Regions from separate parts of the Zea mays genome. Here region 2 is linked to region 1. A link is a contact called in public Hi-C data. All regions are on one chromosome and are shown on one strand. Each heading gives the region's core, a stretch centred on a gene start, on an enhancer-like site or on the middle of the called end of the contact. The rest is flanking DNA. Distances are from core to core; before and after follow the strand shown. Region 1 holds the start of LOC103636168 (serine/threonine-protein kinase). Region 2 has its middle 53 kb from the start of LOC109943428.

Region 1 (3,787 bases), core at 409-2,908:
TCGGTCGGTGCGGCGATTTAGTCAGGGTTGCTTCTTAGCGAAGGCAAGGCCTCGGGCGAGCCGGTGATGTGTCCGCCGTTAAAGGGGGGCCTCGGGCGAGACGGAAATCCCTCGGGGTCGGCTGCCCTTGTCCGAGGCTAGGCTCGGACGAGGCGTGATCGAGTCGCTCGTATGGACTGATCCCTGACTTAATCGCACCCATTAGGCCTCTGCAGCTTTATGCTGATGGGGGTTACCAGCTGAGAATTAGGCGTCTTGAGGGTACCCCTAATTATGGTCCCCGACAAATATATAGGGGCAGAATATAATGCTGTTGTGGTGTGTAATAATTTGGTGCATAGTGTGCAACAGTAGTTTCTGAGTATGTGTATCCGGTTTGTCATGTGATAAATCCAAACTGGCCGGTTGTGTTCGCTAATATTAGGGCACCACGCGGTGGTCCTGGTGCATCCTCGGACTGTCCGGCACGGAAAGACGGAGGGTCCGCGTAAGGGCCGGACTGTCCTGGCAAAAGCTCGGACGGTCCGACCGTGTCTAGGGGCGTCGATCTGTCAAGCAGGGACGACAGTGGTGGTATTTGCCCTGGATATTAGTTCATCGGCATACCATATAATGGTTGGGGCTGCGAATCCATATTTGTTGCCGATGTATTAGATATCGATATCCTATTACTAGTTTCATATGATGGAAAACTAGGAGCAATAGACTTCTCCAACGCACGTGTTAATTTTCTAATTGATTATTCTAACCCGCCAATATGTTGTTTCATTTGATTATGTTGCTGATCTACATAATGTTTAATAGATTGGATGTCGTGGGGTTTTCTTACGTTGGGGACTTGAAGCGAAGATAAAAGAGATGCAACGTCGGTCTCTCCATATTTGACAACCTTCTGCTGGCGATCCACCGTGTATTGTGACAAGAATTTCTCCTTCGCTTGACGCATGTAGTCTTCGTATTGAAGTTGTCCCTCAGCCGTCAGACTTTCAACAACCGACTTTAGGATATTGTCCGAGGAAATATCGATGTGATCTTTAGAACCGACCATTTGAGGCCTGATTTTAGTAGATACCGGTGTGTCTTGGTGTCGGTAGGCCGCCCGAGACGCCTCTAGTCGACGTAGAGCCGAAGAGAGGTGAAGGTTTGAGGTAGAGGATGCTAAACTTGGGCTAAACTAGAGTTACTTCTAATGTATAAAGTAAAAACGATAAGTATAATTGATTGGATCGATTTTAGGGGTTTTATCGGTCGTAGCCCTTCATCTATATAAAGAGGGAGGTTTGTACCCGTTACAAGTCGGTTCCCGAGTCAATTCCGCAGGTTTAGCTAACAAATCTTGCAAGAAATCCGAAGCCATAATCGATTCTGCGCTGCTACGACGGATAGTCCGAACCGCGGGCCTGGACTGTCCACAAGGATATTTTCAGTGTTCAACAAATCGGATGGGTTTTTTTTATCCGTGTGCGCATCTCTATTTTTTTTTTTTTGAACAACATGAAAGCTAGCTACTATGTATCGGCAGCCAAAAAGGAAAAAAAAAAGTGTTGTGAAATTGAGGAAAAGACAGGAAGAAAGGAAATCGAAGCATAGGAAAACTGGAAATCCACGGCTGGGAGGGCCGGTGGGGCGCACATATGCATGCGATCGAGGCGTTGAGCTGTCAAGTCAGCGGTCAGCGCGGCGATATGTCTTCTGTCTGCTGTGGACTGGAACGGAAAGCCGATCGGCTCAACCAACGCGCCATCCATTTTACTCGGCATGGTTTTGGTTGGTAGGTAGCTATGCTTCACCGCGGGCCGAGCCGGCCTCTACAAATACTCATCCATGTGCTTCTCATTTCCTCGGCCACCACCACCACACAACACCCACACGCGCGCCGCGCCTACTCGACGACCTAGATAGCTGCTAGCGAGCCTGTCCATCGATCGGCCTCGTGCTTGAGCTCAAACCTGTTGCATGGTGTGCGTGCGTGGCATAGATAGATAGACAGATCGACGATGGCGAGGTCATCCAACAAGAAGAAGTCGCAGCAGCTGAAGCAGAAGCCGGTGTCGGCGTGGCAGTTCCTGTTCCGCGGGTGCCTGGGCGGGGCCGCGTCCGGGAGCAGGCGGCGGAAGAACAAGGTCCAGCCGCGGTCGTCCACGCAGCAGGGGCGGGCGGCGCCGCCGTCCCCCGCGCCGTCGTCGTCGACGGGGCTGCAGCACCAGCGGCTGTCGCTGACGGACGTGATGAGCACGGCGTCGGACCAGGACCTGTCGGTGTCGCTGGCCGGGTCGAACCTGCATGTGTTCACGGTGGGGGAGCTGAAGGCTGCGACGCAGGGGTTCGTGGACAGCAACTTCCTGGGCGAGGGCGGGTTCGGCCCCGTGTACAGGGGCGCCGTGGCCGAGGGCGCCAAGCCGGGGCTCCGCTCGCAGCAGATCGCCGTCAAGCTGTGGGACCCCGAGGGCACGCAGGGCCACAAGGAGTGGCTGTCGGAGGTCATCTTCCTGGGCCAGCTGCGCCACCCCAACCTCGTCAGGCTCGTCGGCTACTGCAGCGAGGAGGAGCACCGCCTGCTGGTCTACGAGTACATGCCTAAGGGGAGCCTCGAGAACCACCTCTTCAAGAGTGAGTAGTATTACCACGCCCCATCCATCGTCACCTACTCTCAGCAAATTTTATCATTTCCTGTTCAATTTGTCAAACGCGATGGGTGCAATCCATCATCCAGTTCGTTCGTACGACGTGCTCCAGCTAGCCCGCACTAACAACTACAAGTCGTCAACTGATGGTTGGATTAGCATTAGCTAGAGGTGTGGTACACGGCCAAATAAACACTGTTCATTTGAAAGGGCTATCTAGCTAGGAGGGAGTCCGAGCTGGTGGTTGACCGCAACGTTGCATTAAACTGTTGATCCTGTTATGATTTATATGAGTTTGGTCAAAATTGTTAGAGAGATCTGGCTTAAAACAAATGCAAAATGCCATAATTTAAGGATGAATATAATACACAAAAAAAAAACAATCCACTATGTATATGAGCGCGCGCTTGCATTTGGCTGCTGTTATTTAGAATATTCTAAACTTAGGTTTAGACCTTAGTTTTTTAAACCATAATATTTTAAACTGTAGTATTGTCTTGATTAAATTATAATGTAATATTTCAAAAACTATGGTTTTCCAAAACGTTGTTCACGAACAGGGCCTTATGCATATATGCATGCATGCTATCCGGGGACGGGGATGTTGAAAGTTGACAAGCAATGGTATATACTGCAGCTAGCAATCATACTGAATACAATGAATCAATATCGTTAATTACGTATTTGTTTTTATTTGTTAATGCTGAATGGTGCGTGCTTGTCTCTTCTAACTATCATCCGAACGACATCCATGCATCTGTAGTACTATATGTAAATTTAAAATGATTATATTGAACCATGCATGCTTGTAGAATTCATGTTGGTTCATTATATATCTCCAACGGTTTTGTGCTTATGTCCGACGGCTTTGATCCTAGGACTAGAACATTTCGAGCTTTTTTGGTTTACTGCATAACTTGTCACACTTTGCCTAACTTTTCTAACTAAGGTTAGTTCTTCAATTCGGACGACTAACCTTAGGCAAAGTGTGACACAGTTAGCCGTGAACCAAACATGCCCTTCATCTCTTACTGTTGTGATATACACATATTTTTTTATTATGCATGCCATAACAATTAATTAAACGATCTTTATCTTTTGACGTACGTTCTGCAGAGTTCCCGCCCGTTCTGTCGTGGGCAACGCGTCTCAACATCGCGGTG
Region 2 (3,787 bases), core at 421-2,920, 190 kb before region 1:
TTCCTACTGCCAGTGGTTAGCTATATTATTAAACTTGCTCTTATGTATTGAGCGGCCACCTGAACCGCATGTGGCTCGAAGATTAATGTAGCAGTTGTATCATTGACTCCAATATGTATTTAGAATCAAACATTGTAATAGGTCTCGATGCACAAAATAAATGTGTGCAGTTCTAACGCGTATAAGGTCATCTCCAGCGGAGCGTGTATATGGGCGTGCAAAACACTGTTTTACACTGTAGATTGCACTGTTTATAAAGTGAAAATTAAAATAGAGGGTGAGATAGGGAGTGTGGTAGAAAGGCTGCCGGAGATAGCCTTGAGCATGAGTTATAATTCTGGACCAAAATAAAAATTATAAGAAACATGAGGGTACTTTAGAAAGTATAATGGATAGATAGAAGAAATTTTTTTTTGCTCTTTAATATGTATTATGTATAGATATATAGATATAGATATAGATATAGATGTTGATGTTGATGTAGATATAGATATAGATATAGATATAGATGTTGATGTAGATATAGTCATATATAGATGTAGATGTAGTAGGTTGGACAAGCAGAAAAACACTTATAGCATAGTGGTAGTATACTATCGGTTGACATAGGATAAACTAAGGGAAAGGCGATGAAGAAATCAACATGTGAAAATCAAAACAAAAAAAATTAGAGGTTAGCACGCCCCAATTAATGACAGCATAGATATGTCATGCTGATGTTAATAAACCGTGTGATGTACCCTCTCTCCCAGCCGGTATGTGTGTAGCAGAACGCGGCCGCATTGTTTCACACACACGGTTGACAGGTTCAGCGCGTGCTAGCTGCGCATATGGTATATATATATATGTTGGTTCCACGCATCCACTACACTGACGCCATCAGCACTGGACTCGACCGAGATTGATCGGCCGTCGTCAAAGCCAACCTGCTGCCGGCGCGCGGGGGGTGGCAGAGTTCATACCGATCACCACGCGCCCGGCGTTACTCATGCATGCATGCAGTGGATGAGCTGGTTTAAGTAATTTCTCATATGCTTCTCATGGATATGTAAACATCGCAGTATACGTGTGTGTGTGTTTGGTGTGAGACGAACGAGTCGTCTAGGTCTAGGTCTAGCTAGCTCTAGGCGTGTTTAATGCCGCTACTGATAAACCAAACGCTTTGTTAGCCTAGTATATATAAGACGTACGCTTTGTTATTGACCACGTACGATACACATGTATAAGTTTCGTTTGGTGCATGCGTGTCATTCTCGGTGACGTACGTGACATACCCAGCAGCTGCGCTCGTTAAACTATACAGATGAGCGTGATGCACACACATCAAGGTTATTCGCAAGGTCGTCTCTGTTGTTTTCATGCCGTGCTTTGTTTGTTTCTCTCCGTCCATAGCCTGCAGACTACAGCGAAGAAGAAGGCAGCTGCTGCTGAACCTGATGAGAGTGAGACGCTTTGCTTTCGATGTCGTGTTGTGTCCCCAGGAACGACGCCTCTGCCCTTTCTACTGCTGCTAGTCGTTCCATGCATGCATGTTCACACATTTGTCTGTCCAAGTCTCGATCGTCGCCACCTTTTTCAGAACCCAGAAAAGGAGGAGAGGCTACCATCTATACAACTACAATCTCCACCCCTTTCGTTTTCTTGTGCTCGATCGCTCAGCGTCTGTCCGTCGCTGTCCTGTTCCCTGTGCATGCGCTGCGCTGCGTGCTAAACATGAGCGCGTCCACATCAGACAGAGCGTGTACACATCAGACAGAGCTCCAAACTCGATCGGCGCCCACATCATTATGCATATATGTATCCAACTTCCATACGTCATATTCTGTGACCATCTTGGTATGCTGTGGCATGTTTTGTGCGAGAGCGGGAAGCGACCTATATATTTTTCTTTTATTACTCTTAGTATCGTCGTCTACCTGGTCTCTACGTTATACTTGTCTAAACGGGCCGACCGACGGACAGCCTATGGCCTGGCACTGTAGAGGCCCGTCACGAGCATGGCCCGGCACAGGCACAGTGTCGTGCTTGGATAGGCTGGTCGGCCCACAGTGCAGGCACGGGCTCGACACGGTTAAAGGGGCGGCCCGGGAACAACCCGATAGGCTAAATACCTACCGCTGCCACCCCTCGGCCCCCGTTCCCAAGCGAAACCTAAACCTAATCCCCTTCCCCTCTCGCGTCTCTCTCACACACCCGCACTCCGCCTCTCCCTCATCTGCTCCGCTTTGCTCGACGGCTCCCCCCCATCCGAGGAATACGCCGGTGAGCCTGTGTCGACCATCGACAGATCTGACGCTCTGGTGACCGGTGCTCTAATCCTCCTCCTCTCATATCCCTCCGATGACCCTCTCCATAACCCTAATCCTCGATCTGGTCGCTCTAGTGTCTGTGTCTCCTCTCGTTGCATCGTTTCCTCATCGATCTTGTAGCCTCGTCGGTGGATCTGGTGCTCCCACGTGCATGTATGTATCTAGTATTGTCAGCGTTTTGACCCCGGGGGGTCCCTGGACCGACGAGTAAATTGTCGCCGCGTGCCCCAGCCCAGATGGGTCGGCGCGAGACGGAGCGCGAACGGGGGAAAGCCGGAGGGAGACAGGCGTAAAAGGGGAAACCCGCGGCCTTCGTGTTTGTCCCGCGCCCAGGTCGGGTGCGCTTGCAGTAGGGGGTTACAAGCGTCCGCGTGGGAGGGAGCGAGAGGCTTACGCGCGCGCCGTCCCGTCCTCCCCGCACGGCCAACCCTCGTAAGAGGGCCCTAGATCTTCCTTTTATAGGCGTAAGGAGAGGGTCCAGGTGTACAATGGGAGATGTAGCAGCGTGCTAACGTGTCTAGCAGAGAGGAGCTAGTGCCGTAAGTACATGTCGTCGTGGCAGCCGGAGAGGTTTTGGCACCCTGTTCGTGTGATGTCGTGGCCGTCGGAGGAGCGCTGGAGCCTTGCGGAAGGACATCTGTCGGGGCTGTCGAGTCCTTGCTGACGTCTCCTTGCTTCCGTAAGGGGGCTGAGAGCCACCGTCGTCATGGAGCATGCGGGGCGCCATCATTATTTGTTTTACCGGGGCGCGCCAGATGGGACGCCGGTCTTGTTCCCCGTAGCCAGAGCTAGCTAGGGGTAGGATAATGATGGCCCCTCCTGTGACGTGGTCGGTCCGAGCCCTGGGTAGGGTGAGGCGGAGGCTCCTCCGAGGTCGAGGTCGAGTCTGTCTTCCGAGGTCGAGGCCGAGTCCGAGCCCTGGGTCGGGCGAGGCGGAGTTCATCGTCTTCTAGGGCCGAGGCCGAGTCCGAGCCCTGGGGTCGGGCGAGTCGGAGTTCGTCGTCTTCTGGGGCCGAGGCCGAGTCCGAGCCCTGGGGTCGGGCGAGGCGGAGCTTCCTATGGCGCCCGAGGCCGGACTTGGCTGCTGTCAGCCTCACTCTGTCGAGTGGCACAGCAGTCGGAGCGACACAGGCGGCGCTGTCCTCTTGTCAGGCCGGTCAGCGGAGCGGCGAAGTGACTGCGGTCACTTCGGCTCTGTCGACTGAAGGGCGCGCGTCAGGATAAGGTGTGAGGCCATCTTTGCATTAAATGCTCCTGCGATACGGTCGGTCGTCGTGGCGATTTGGCCAAGGTTGCATCTTGGCGAAGACCGGGCCTCGGGTGAGCCGAAGGTGCTTCTTGGCGAAGACCGGGCCTCGGGCGAGCCGAAGGTGTGTTCGTTGCTTGAGGGGGCCCTCGGGCAAGACGTAGATCCTCCTGGGTCGGCTGCCCTTGCCCGAGGCCGGGCTCGGACAAGGCGAGATTGTGTCCTTGAGTGG

Evidence for each region. A called contact is a pair of places that touch in the nucleus more often than the background predicts.
Region 2: a Hi-C map of endosperm shows a contact between it and region 1, with 3 times the contacts expected there. The contact joins the enhancer-like site here to the promoter of LOC103636168 in region 1. A contact is called at or near these places in 4 of 25 Hi-C or Micro-C datasets (bundle sheath, ear, endosperm and 1 more).

Annotation. Positions count from the first base shown.
Region 1 is chr1:71,294,681-71,298,467 of Zm-B73-REFERENCE-NAM-5.0, reverse strand. It overlaps LOC103636168 (serine/threonine-protein kinase), which reads left to right and starts at 1,658. Exons shown (of 3, transcript XM_008658520.4): 1 at 1,658-2,610; 2 at 3,741-3,787. The coding sequence starts at 1,998.
Region 2 is chr1:71,489,199-71,492,985 of Zm-B73-REFERENCE-NAM-5.0, reverse strand. No RefSeq gene overlaps it. Among protein-coding and RNA genes, the nearest start is that of LOC109943428, 53 kb to the left of the region's middle. Within about 2 kb of position 1,670, at least 13 of the 20 cell types and tissues checked have an H3K27ac peak or open chromatin away from gene starts, as enhancers often do. A contact at or near this core is called in bundle sheath, endosperm and leaf, where this site is marked.